Linked DNA regions of Rattus norvegicus: region 1 is linked to region 2. The links are chromatin contacts, called in public HiChIP or PLAC-seq maps. All regions are on one chromosome and are shown on one strand. Each heading gives the region's core, a stretch centred on a gene start, on an enhancer-like site or on the middle of the called end of the contact. The rest is flanking DNA. Distances are from core to core; before and after follow the strand shown. Region 1 holds the start of Rlim (ring finger protein, LIM domain interacting). Region 2 holds the start of Jpx (JPX transcript, XIST activator).

Region 1 (4,610 bases), core at 690-3,189, 490 kb after region 2:
CCAGTGTTACATAGAGAGGCCCTGTCTTGATAGATAGATGGATGGATAGATAGATAGATAGATAGATAGATAGATGATAAATAGACAGACAGAGACAGACAGGGAGACAGATGAATAGACAGGATGTCACAGATAAAGCACAGATGACTTTCAGGTACTGAAAAAGCACCCTTTGAATTCACACTAAAAAGTACCCATGATGAAGAATAGGCAACACCAATGAACCCATTCAACCACAGGGCTATAGAACGGAACGTATATTTGTAAAATGCATTCTATATTATAAATCACCAGGAGACAACACAAAAAATAATTACCTGTCTTTTATGACATAGTACTGAAAATCCAACAAACTGGATTTTAGTTTTCTTCACTCCGCTCTAGAAAACAAAAATTATTCATTATTCTTCCTGTTGCAAATCCGTATTTTCTTCGAAATAAGACAAATTCTTAAAAACACATTTTGGTTAGAAATATCATAAGTCAACTTAATTCAATGTTAGTATTAGGATATTTGGACAACCAAGGCCAGAGGGAACCAGGAGTTAGATAAAAGATTTCCTTTAAAGGCCAAGAGAGGCGACCTACCTTTTGTGCCTGCCTCTTAACTCTAAAGAATCAAAGAAATGATTAGGACTACACTTAATATTCTGTCTTCAATCATCCAAACCCACTGTGGCTAATTATGATTCAAGAAATATAGGCAACTTATTTCTAGCAAAAAATATTGTGGGGCCTGCCAGGAGTGCACGAGAATCTGCTATAAATCCTTTTCCCCTCCAAAAGAGAAAAAAAAATGACCTAAATAAGTAGTCTGCTAGGCCTCAGACTGCCAGACTAACCTGTGGAATAAGTATGGTGAAACTGTCCAGGGAAAGAACGTGGCTGTCTCCTCCATCTTGAAATTAATCAGCAGAAGGGGGAAAGGGACTGAGTATTCAGGAAGCAGAAGCCCAACCGGTTAATACTAGTTACTAGGCTATGGCGTACGTGGCAGGTACCGCCCGCAGAAGCTGAGACCCTTAGGGGTTTTTTCTGAGTGGGGGAGGGGTAGGACTGCTGGCAGATCACACGGAAATTAACTTGAAAATATTCTGGCTCAATTCCCACACTTACCAGGGAAAACAACCCGCAACGTCTTTTCCCTCCGTTTTTATGGTTTTTGATTGTTTTCTTTTAAGGAGAAGGAAAACCCTTCCAGTAATATCTGGCCAAGGATACACTTAGAGCTAAAGGAGCAGGGGCGCAAACCACATTTGTCCCCGATCCTCCGGGAAGACTGTCATCGTAGCCCCAGAGGTAACAAACTGGTAATGCCCTACAGAAGGGTTCAAAATGGGGCTCCGCGTATTCTGTGAAAATCTGAAGGCTCAAGAGTTCCCAACATCTGAGTTAAGAGCACCTCCACCCCACTTCCCCAAACCCTAGCCCGATACGCAACGCGGGGCGACGACGAGGGGGGGGACCTCTGAGTAAGGAGAAGCACTGGAGCCATTCTCACGCCTGAGGCCCAGAGTCCAGGATCGCCTCCCCGGCATTCGTAGTTTGGGAGGGCCGAGCCCCGACTCCCAGGGCCTGGGAGAGGAAGTCCTACCCGCTTCCTTCCCCTTCTTCCAAGAGCCGGCCGCCACACGCCACCCAACTAAAATGGCAGCGGCGACTACGCCACGGAGCCCCCCGCAGCCGTGAGCCCGAGTCCGGAGGCCGTACTGGGTGTCTCGGCCGCGGCTGGCCACTCGGGCCATTTTGAGAGCCGCGACGCCCCTGCCTACCTCCAGCCCGACATCCCATTTCTCAGCGTACCCGTGCCTTCACTTACTCGATGTTTCGGCCAGGAGTGGACTCACTGGGCTCGCCGCCGCTACCGGGGCTCCGCCGCACCGCCGCCGCCGCCGCGCTCTCGCCCGCCTCTAAAACCTGGCAAAGAGACCCGCCTCTAGTACAGCGCCAGCTCAGAGACGTAGCTCAAGCAGCCATTATCTTCCCCATTGTTACCTAGCAGTGACAGGAAACGACTGCCCACAACAGGAAGTGATGGTGCGGTCCTAGTTTCACAGCGCCACTCCCAGACTGCTAGCCAGCCAATCCCAGTTGAGTCCTAGAAAAGGCCTAGTGGGCAAAGGAGGAGACCGGTAGACTACCCGCCCAGGCGGGCCGCGGGTCGGGAAAAAAATGCTGCTGGGACGCCCACCATGTGACAGGCCCCACCCTCCTTCGCCATTTTGAATTGTAGCGAGAAATTCGCGTTCTGAGAATTGTGGGAACCTTCGCTTTCCCATTTTGAAAGCTGAAGGACGTCACAGTCGGGCGGCTTGAAGCCCTTTTCAGAGAACAAGAATGTAGTATCACTGTAACTGGCATTGATTCACACAGTCCCGACTAGTGTAGACTGCAGCCAACATTTTATTCAACATGTATTTATCGAATGACAACTGTCGATCAAGCACAGCTGTAGATGTTGAGGAAGTTGAGCCATAAAATAAGTTGAAATAGTTTAGGAATTCTCAGTCCTTATGGGATTTGGTAATCTAGGGTGAACACATTTATAAAACAATTTGTTGCTAAATACTGGAGATTAAACGTGGGGAAGGGGCTGGAGGAGTACACGGTAGGGACAAAAGTGAATTTGCAATATTAAAAAGTGGTGACGAAGGACTCCACGAGGCTCTAACTAGAGTACGAAGGAGTCCACGAGGCTCTAACTAGAGTACAAAGGACTCCATGAGGCTCTAACTAGAGTACGTAGGAGTCCATGAGGCTCTAACTAGAGTACTTTAAAAGGGGGCGGCGATTTGTAAATCGATGGGAAAAGTCTGAAAGGGAATTCTAAAAGGGCAGTTAAAGAAGCATCTCCTAGATGCTTAAGCCTAAAGAAATGGAGGGAATGTGCCACGCTGCTTTCGGTTCCCATTGTTTAAAGGGGAAAAGAACCTTAACTCGCGTTTTAAGGACGCCTCTGTGTTTCCACCCCCATTTTTCTGTTTTCTGATAAAAGAACAGGTAGACTAGCTTTTTTTACTGTTATTCCAACGAACCTAACATTACTACATCACTTGCTTAAACTAGACTGGAAGCTGGGCGATACTGGCTCGCCCTTAAAGCCCACACACTTAAGGAGGCAGAGGCAGGCAGATCTCTGTGTGAATTTAGGCCAGCCTGCTCTACAGAGCGAGTACCAGGACAGCCAGGGCTACACAGAGAAACTCTATCTCATAAAATCAAAAGAGAAAAGAAAAAAGAAACAAACAAACAAACAAAACCCCCAAAACACCAACAAAAACACACACATAAACTACACTAGAATATTTTTCTTTTGATATTCTTACATTAATCTCCTAGGCCTCACCTCCCAGAGAAACCTATAACCACTCTATTTAACCTTCTCCAGTGCCCTTACCTATTTAATTTTCTGTAAAGCACTTAAACTACTTGTTTATCTCACCATTTAAGAACGCGGTAAAGGACTGGAGGAGATGACTCAGCGGTTAACAACGCAGACTGCTCTTCCAGTTGTCCCGAGTTCAATTCCCAGTAACCACGTGGTGGCTCACAGCCATCTGTAACGTGATCCGATGCACTCGTCTGCTGTGTGTCTGAAGACAGCGACAGTGTAATCGCATACATAAAATAAATAAATCGTTTTCTTTTTAAAAAAGAACACAATAAAAACTCAAGAACGGGGGAGGCTGAGAACAGGAGGATTGCTTAGAGTTGGGGGCCATTGTGGGCTACATAATGAATTCCAGGCCAGCCTGAGATTAAAGTGTGAGACATTTTAAAATTGATAGTCCGCCTATGAGACCCAGACTGGCCTTGATCTACAGTCAACCTTCTACTTCCCAAGTACTCGTACTGATATTTCATACCTGTACCACCATACCCTGCTCAAAAGTCATGTAACTTTTAAAACACAATCTGGTAATGTGTCAAAAGCCCCAGTGTAGTTGGGCACCACAGTGTTTGCCTGTTATCAGGGTACCTAAGTCGATCAAACAGGATTGCATCTAATTCAAGTGAGTCAGGGCTACCTAGTGTGTTCCAGGCCAGCCTAGGCTAGAGTGAGGCTCTGTCTTTAAAAAAATACTAGACATAATATAGAATGTTTTCATCTATAAATTACATTTTTTTTGGTGTGTGCGTGTGTGTTTGAGCCTGCTGTGCTGCTCAAAAGTTGTTACTTTCTGCCCACATTGTGGGTGGTCCCAGGGATTGAATTCACGGCTGCCAGATGAGGAGGCCAAAGCTAAAAAAAAGAAATATATCTAGCTAGAAGTCTACATTCCTTGGGGGGAGGGAGGGAAGAAAGGATGAACGGGGGGGGGGGGTGAGAGAGGGAGAGGAAGAGGGAGAGGAGGGAGGGGGAGAGGGAGAGGGGGAGAGGGAGAGGGAGAAGATGGAGAGCGGGAGAGGGAGAGGGAGGAAAGAGAGGGAAAGGGGGAGAGAGAGGGAGTGGGAGAGGGAGAGGAGGGAGGGGGAGAGGAAGGGAGTGGGAGAGGGAGAGGGAGAGGAGGGAGGGGGAGAGGGACAGGGACAGGGGGAGAGGGAAAGAGAGAGGGGGAGAGGGAGAGGGAGAGGGGGATAGACCTTAGCAAGCACTTTACCACTAAGCT
Region 2 (4,181 bases), core at 1,258-3,757:
TTCAGAGCATTTAATTCTGAAGGGGAATGAAATTATTTAGGAAGATACTCCTTCAGTTATGAACATGCCTATGCAGAGTCAAGCAGGGGTTAGAGACAAAGGAAACGACAGACTCAAAATGAAGGCAGAGATTCAAGTCTTAACTCCTGCGGCTGCTTACCTTGTGAAGCCAAGTAGGCCGTCCATACCTTTAGAAAAAGCAGTTTCTGAGAGCCCCTTAGGAAAGGACAGAAATTTCTAACAACAGTGTAACTTAAATTGTAAGAAAACTCAGGACTGTTTCGAAGACTGATAACATGCTTCCTCCTATGTTTCTTTTTTTTTTTTTAAAGATTTATTTATTTATTATATATAAGTACACTGTAGCTGTCTTCAGATACATCAGAAGAGGGCATCGGATCTCTTTACAGATGGTTGTGAGCCACCATGTGGTTGCTGGGAATTGAACTCATGACCTCTGGAAGAGCAGTCGGGTGCTCTTAACCGCTGAGCCATCTCTCCAGCCCCCTCCTATGTTTCATATGCAGCTTCGGTTGGCTTCTGGCCTTGCTCCCCACCCCTCTTCCATGTGGTCTCGTGTAAGTCAGACTGATCTGGAACTTACTATGTTGCTGAGGATGAGCTGAACTCCTGATCCTCCTTCCTAACTTTCTCAAGTGCCAGAATCCTAGGCAAGCTCAGTGTTTCCTTGATTTTCATTAGACCGATAAAGAATCGTTTTATTTAATCCTACTAGAGGCAGAGGCAAGAGGATTTTTAAGTTCCAGCCTGGTCTACTTAGTGAGTTTCAGGACAGCCAGGACATTCTCTCTCTTTCAATCTCTTTCTCTCTCCCTCTCTCCCTCACTCCCTCCCCCTCCTTGGTCCTTCTCTCACACACAAACATGCAATAAATAAATAAATGTAAAATATTATAAGAAGTTTTGAGCCATTTATATAAAAAAATTAAAGATAAAGGAAATACTTTTAGATGAGAACAGAGTATAAGGTTTTTAATCCTAAAACTAAAAGATTGTTCCCAAATGGACATAAAAGAGTGTTGAGGGAACCTCCAGAAAGTGTAAGCTTATTGCCAAAGGCCAGAGGCACAGTGGTACATGCGGTGACCCTAGAACTAGGGAGGTGAAGGAAGAAGAGTTAGGAATTCAGTCATTCTCTGCTACGTCCTGAGTTGAGGCCAGCCTGGAAAACCTGGGGCCCTGTCTCAAAAACAAACAGCAACAAAGATGTATACATGACTTGTAAGGCAAATCTTTAAAAATTAGCTGAAGTCACACTTCTTGGTATTTATTTCATCAGTTTTGCTGCAGACATTAGAAAGAAATTGATAATGCAGCCAGTTGGGCTCCCAGATACCTCTGAATCAGCTTTTATATTTGCCTTTTGTTTAGTTTTGTTTTTTTAATTTTATAAAACAATTTTTAAGATTTTTTTATGTGTGTGCGTTTTGCCTGCGTGTAGGTCTGTGTACCACACGTGTGCATGGTGCTGAGGAAGTGATAGGCCCCATGAAGTGGCTGCTGGGCATTGAACCCAAGTCCTTCACAAGAATAATATTAAGTACTCTTGCACACTGAGCCACTTCCCCAGCCCTGCTTTTGGAAAAATTACATACACACAAGAAGCCAGAAATCTGAGAGACAGTGTGTGTGTGTGTGTGTGTGTGTGTGTGTGTGTGTGTGTGTATGATGGTGGTGGTGGTGGTATTGGCACTGGTGGTGAGGAATAACATAGGGGTTGGAGGAAGGGAGTGGGAGAAAATATGTAATTATATTTAGATTAAAATGTATAGTCACAGAGCATATCAAATTGATTGTCTTGGTTCTGGGGTGGGGGTGCAGGTCATCATTTCTAAAACTTGCCATCTCAGAGAAACTCCAGGCAGAAGAAAGAGGATTCCAAAAAGGCAAATTCTGGGTACAGCTGAGGAGACCTAGCACAGCAGAACTGCCTACAATGGGAAAGAGAGAAACCAGTGTAAGGAAGAATGTGCTAACATCTGGAGAGAGGACAGTCCTTAGCTCCATGACAGCTGTCCCAGGTTGCCTTAGCAAAGCCTTCCTCAAGTAACTGCAGATATTCACTGAGGCTCCTTCGGTAACTTTCCAAAATGGTTTTAATTAAATACACACACACACACACACACACACACACACACACACACACACACACACACACACGTGCAGGTATCGTAGTGCACACGGAGATCAGAGGAACAGCCTGCCGGAGTTAGTTCTCTCCTTATGTACACGCATGCATGCATGTTTGTCTGTGTAGAGAAAGAGATGGGCATGTGCGTTTAGCTGCGCGAGTTGGGGATGGCTTCCCCTGGAATTGGAGGCGGTTGTGAGTTCCCTACCCCCACATGGCTGGTAGGGACTGACTGAACTTCCATCCTTTGCAAGAGCAGTAAGCACAGTTAACCATTGAACAGTCTCTCCTGCCCCCGTGCCTCTTGGTGCAATAGATAAAATGAGAATTTGTTTCTTTCTCTTTTAAATGGGAGTTTTGGTCTCTGCCTTTATTGATAACCCAGGATCCCTTTCTAATTTGTGTAGCAACCTGTATTGGTGTGACCCACCAAAAGCCGAAGGAGTTATTATCAGCCTCGGCCCCGTGAGTTGTTCCATAGGAATAAGACATGGTATAACACTGAGTCTTTATCCACAAACATGAGACATTCCCAGGCATGTGGTTTACTTTGCCACCTAACCTCTGTGGCACGTGGATTGCAGTTACAGCAGCTACAGCAATGCTGGTAGCTAAAAACACAGAAGCGGTTCCGATAGAGGTCTCGGGAGCAAAACACAAGCCGGTCTTCTACGGAAACAGAAAGGAAAAGAATTACGGAGGGGAAGAGAAAAACTAATTAAAGACAGGCCAGAAGAGCCAGAGCATGTGAAAGAAGCTAAAAGAGGCAGCTGTGAGAGGAACCGCAAGCGCTCAGTCATCTGCGGAAGCAACCGCTGACAGTCTGGGTCACGTTGCTGGAGCAGCCATTAGGGAAGAGCGTGACAGTGCGGCGCCGCGCGGCGCAAGGACGGTTTGGCTGTGACGCATGCTCTCCCCCCTCTCGACCCCCCCTCTCCGCGGCGCCAGAAATCCAGGCTTCTATAACTTGTAAGATGGCGGCGTCCACACGTATGCTTCCTTCCCGGGACTAGCAAGGCAGCTAGAGGATGACTTAATGAGAGTGGAGAAACTGGCCAGTTAATGAACGTGCCCTGGTGAGTGCCGGGTCACGCGCTGCCAGAGAGGTGGCCGGGACAGCGGTCACCACTCCGACCGCATGGTCTGGCGCGTGGTCTGGTGCATGGTCTGGTGAGCGGGACGAGTTAGCCTGCTGGCACTCCCCTATTCCGCCCACAATAGATAAGTGATCAGTCCCCGCATCACCGGACCTACATGGATGAACCTGTCAGGCCGGGGAGGCTAATTCCTAGGAGAGATCCTGTTTTGAGGTTTTGAGGTTTCTTTTCGTTTTCCTTTGTCTAATTAGTTTGACCCATCGTGAATGTCTCCAAAATGGAGTGTTTATTCCAGCTCCCCAGAGGCCTCCAAGAACAGCCTCAGCTCTTTCTCATCAAAATTTAGTAGTTGATAAAACTAGCTTGTTTGCAACATTATTTATGGTATAATATGCTCCCCCTCCCCCATAACTTTCTTATGTATTCCAACTGAGGATGTTACTGATTATGTAGTCTGGAAGCATCTGTTATAATAGGCCTTAAAAGGTGATCTGTGTTCTGTTGTTGGATGCTGTTGGATTCAGTCAAAAGAAATTTCAGTACCTTAATCATGGCTGAATAAAGTATGAATTTGGAAACATTAATGTAGCTATATTTAGAGAAATAAAAAAATATATGGAATACCAAGTTTCAATATCTGGAGCTCAGTCTGACTTTTAAGGCTTAATCCTTCAGAAAGAGACGCATCTGCATACAAATAAGAAGACCTAACAGAGGATGCTTGTGTGGCTCTCTTTTTGTGGCAAGAAGAAACAACCTGTGTCTCCATCAGTAGGAGAGTGCTTAAAAAGTATATTTTGATTCTTTGATATAAAAGACGATAGGATAGCTTGTTATATTAAAGTAAGTTATAGAATAATATGATCTCATTTTTTTCATATGTGTATGAGGGTGACAAAGGAATGTTAAAATTAACTTTATTTTTTAAAACAT

The links. HiChIP or PLAC-seq counts read pairs in DNA pulled down with a chosen protein or histone mark.
Region 1: an H3K27ac HiChIP or PLAC-seq map of oligodendrocytes shows a contact between it and region 2, with 8 times the contacts expected there. The contact joins the promoter of Rlim here to the promoter of Jpx in region 2. A contact is called at or near these places in 2 of 12 Hi-C or Micro-C datasets (the A7r5 cell line and psoas muscle) and 1 of 1 datasets of contacts at active chromatin or transcription factors (oligodendrocytes).

The regions. Positions count from the first base shown.
Region 1 is chrX:73,068,053-73,072,662 of GRCr8, forward strand. Rlim (ring finger protein, LIM domain interacting) reads right to left here and starts at 1,940. Exons shown (of 5, transcript NM_001024892.1): 1 at 1,820-1,940; 2 at 318-380.
Region 2 is chrX:72,574,656-72,578,836 of GRCr8, forward strand. It overlaps Jpx (JPX transcript, XIST activator), which reads left to right and starts at 2,508. Exons shown (of 8, transcript XR_597655.4): 1 at 2,508-3,227.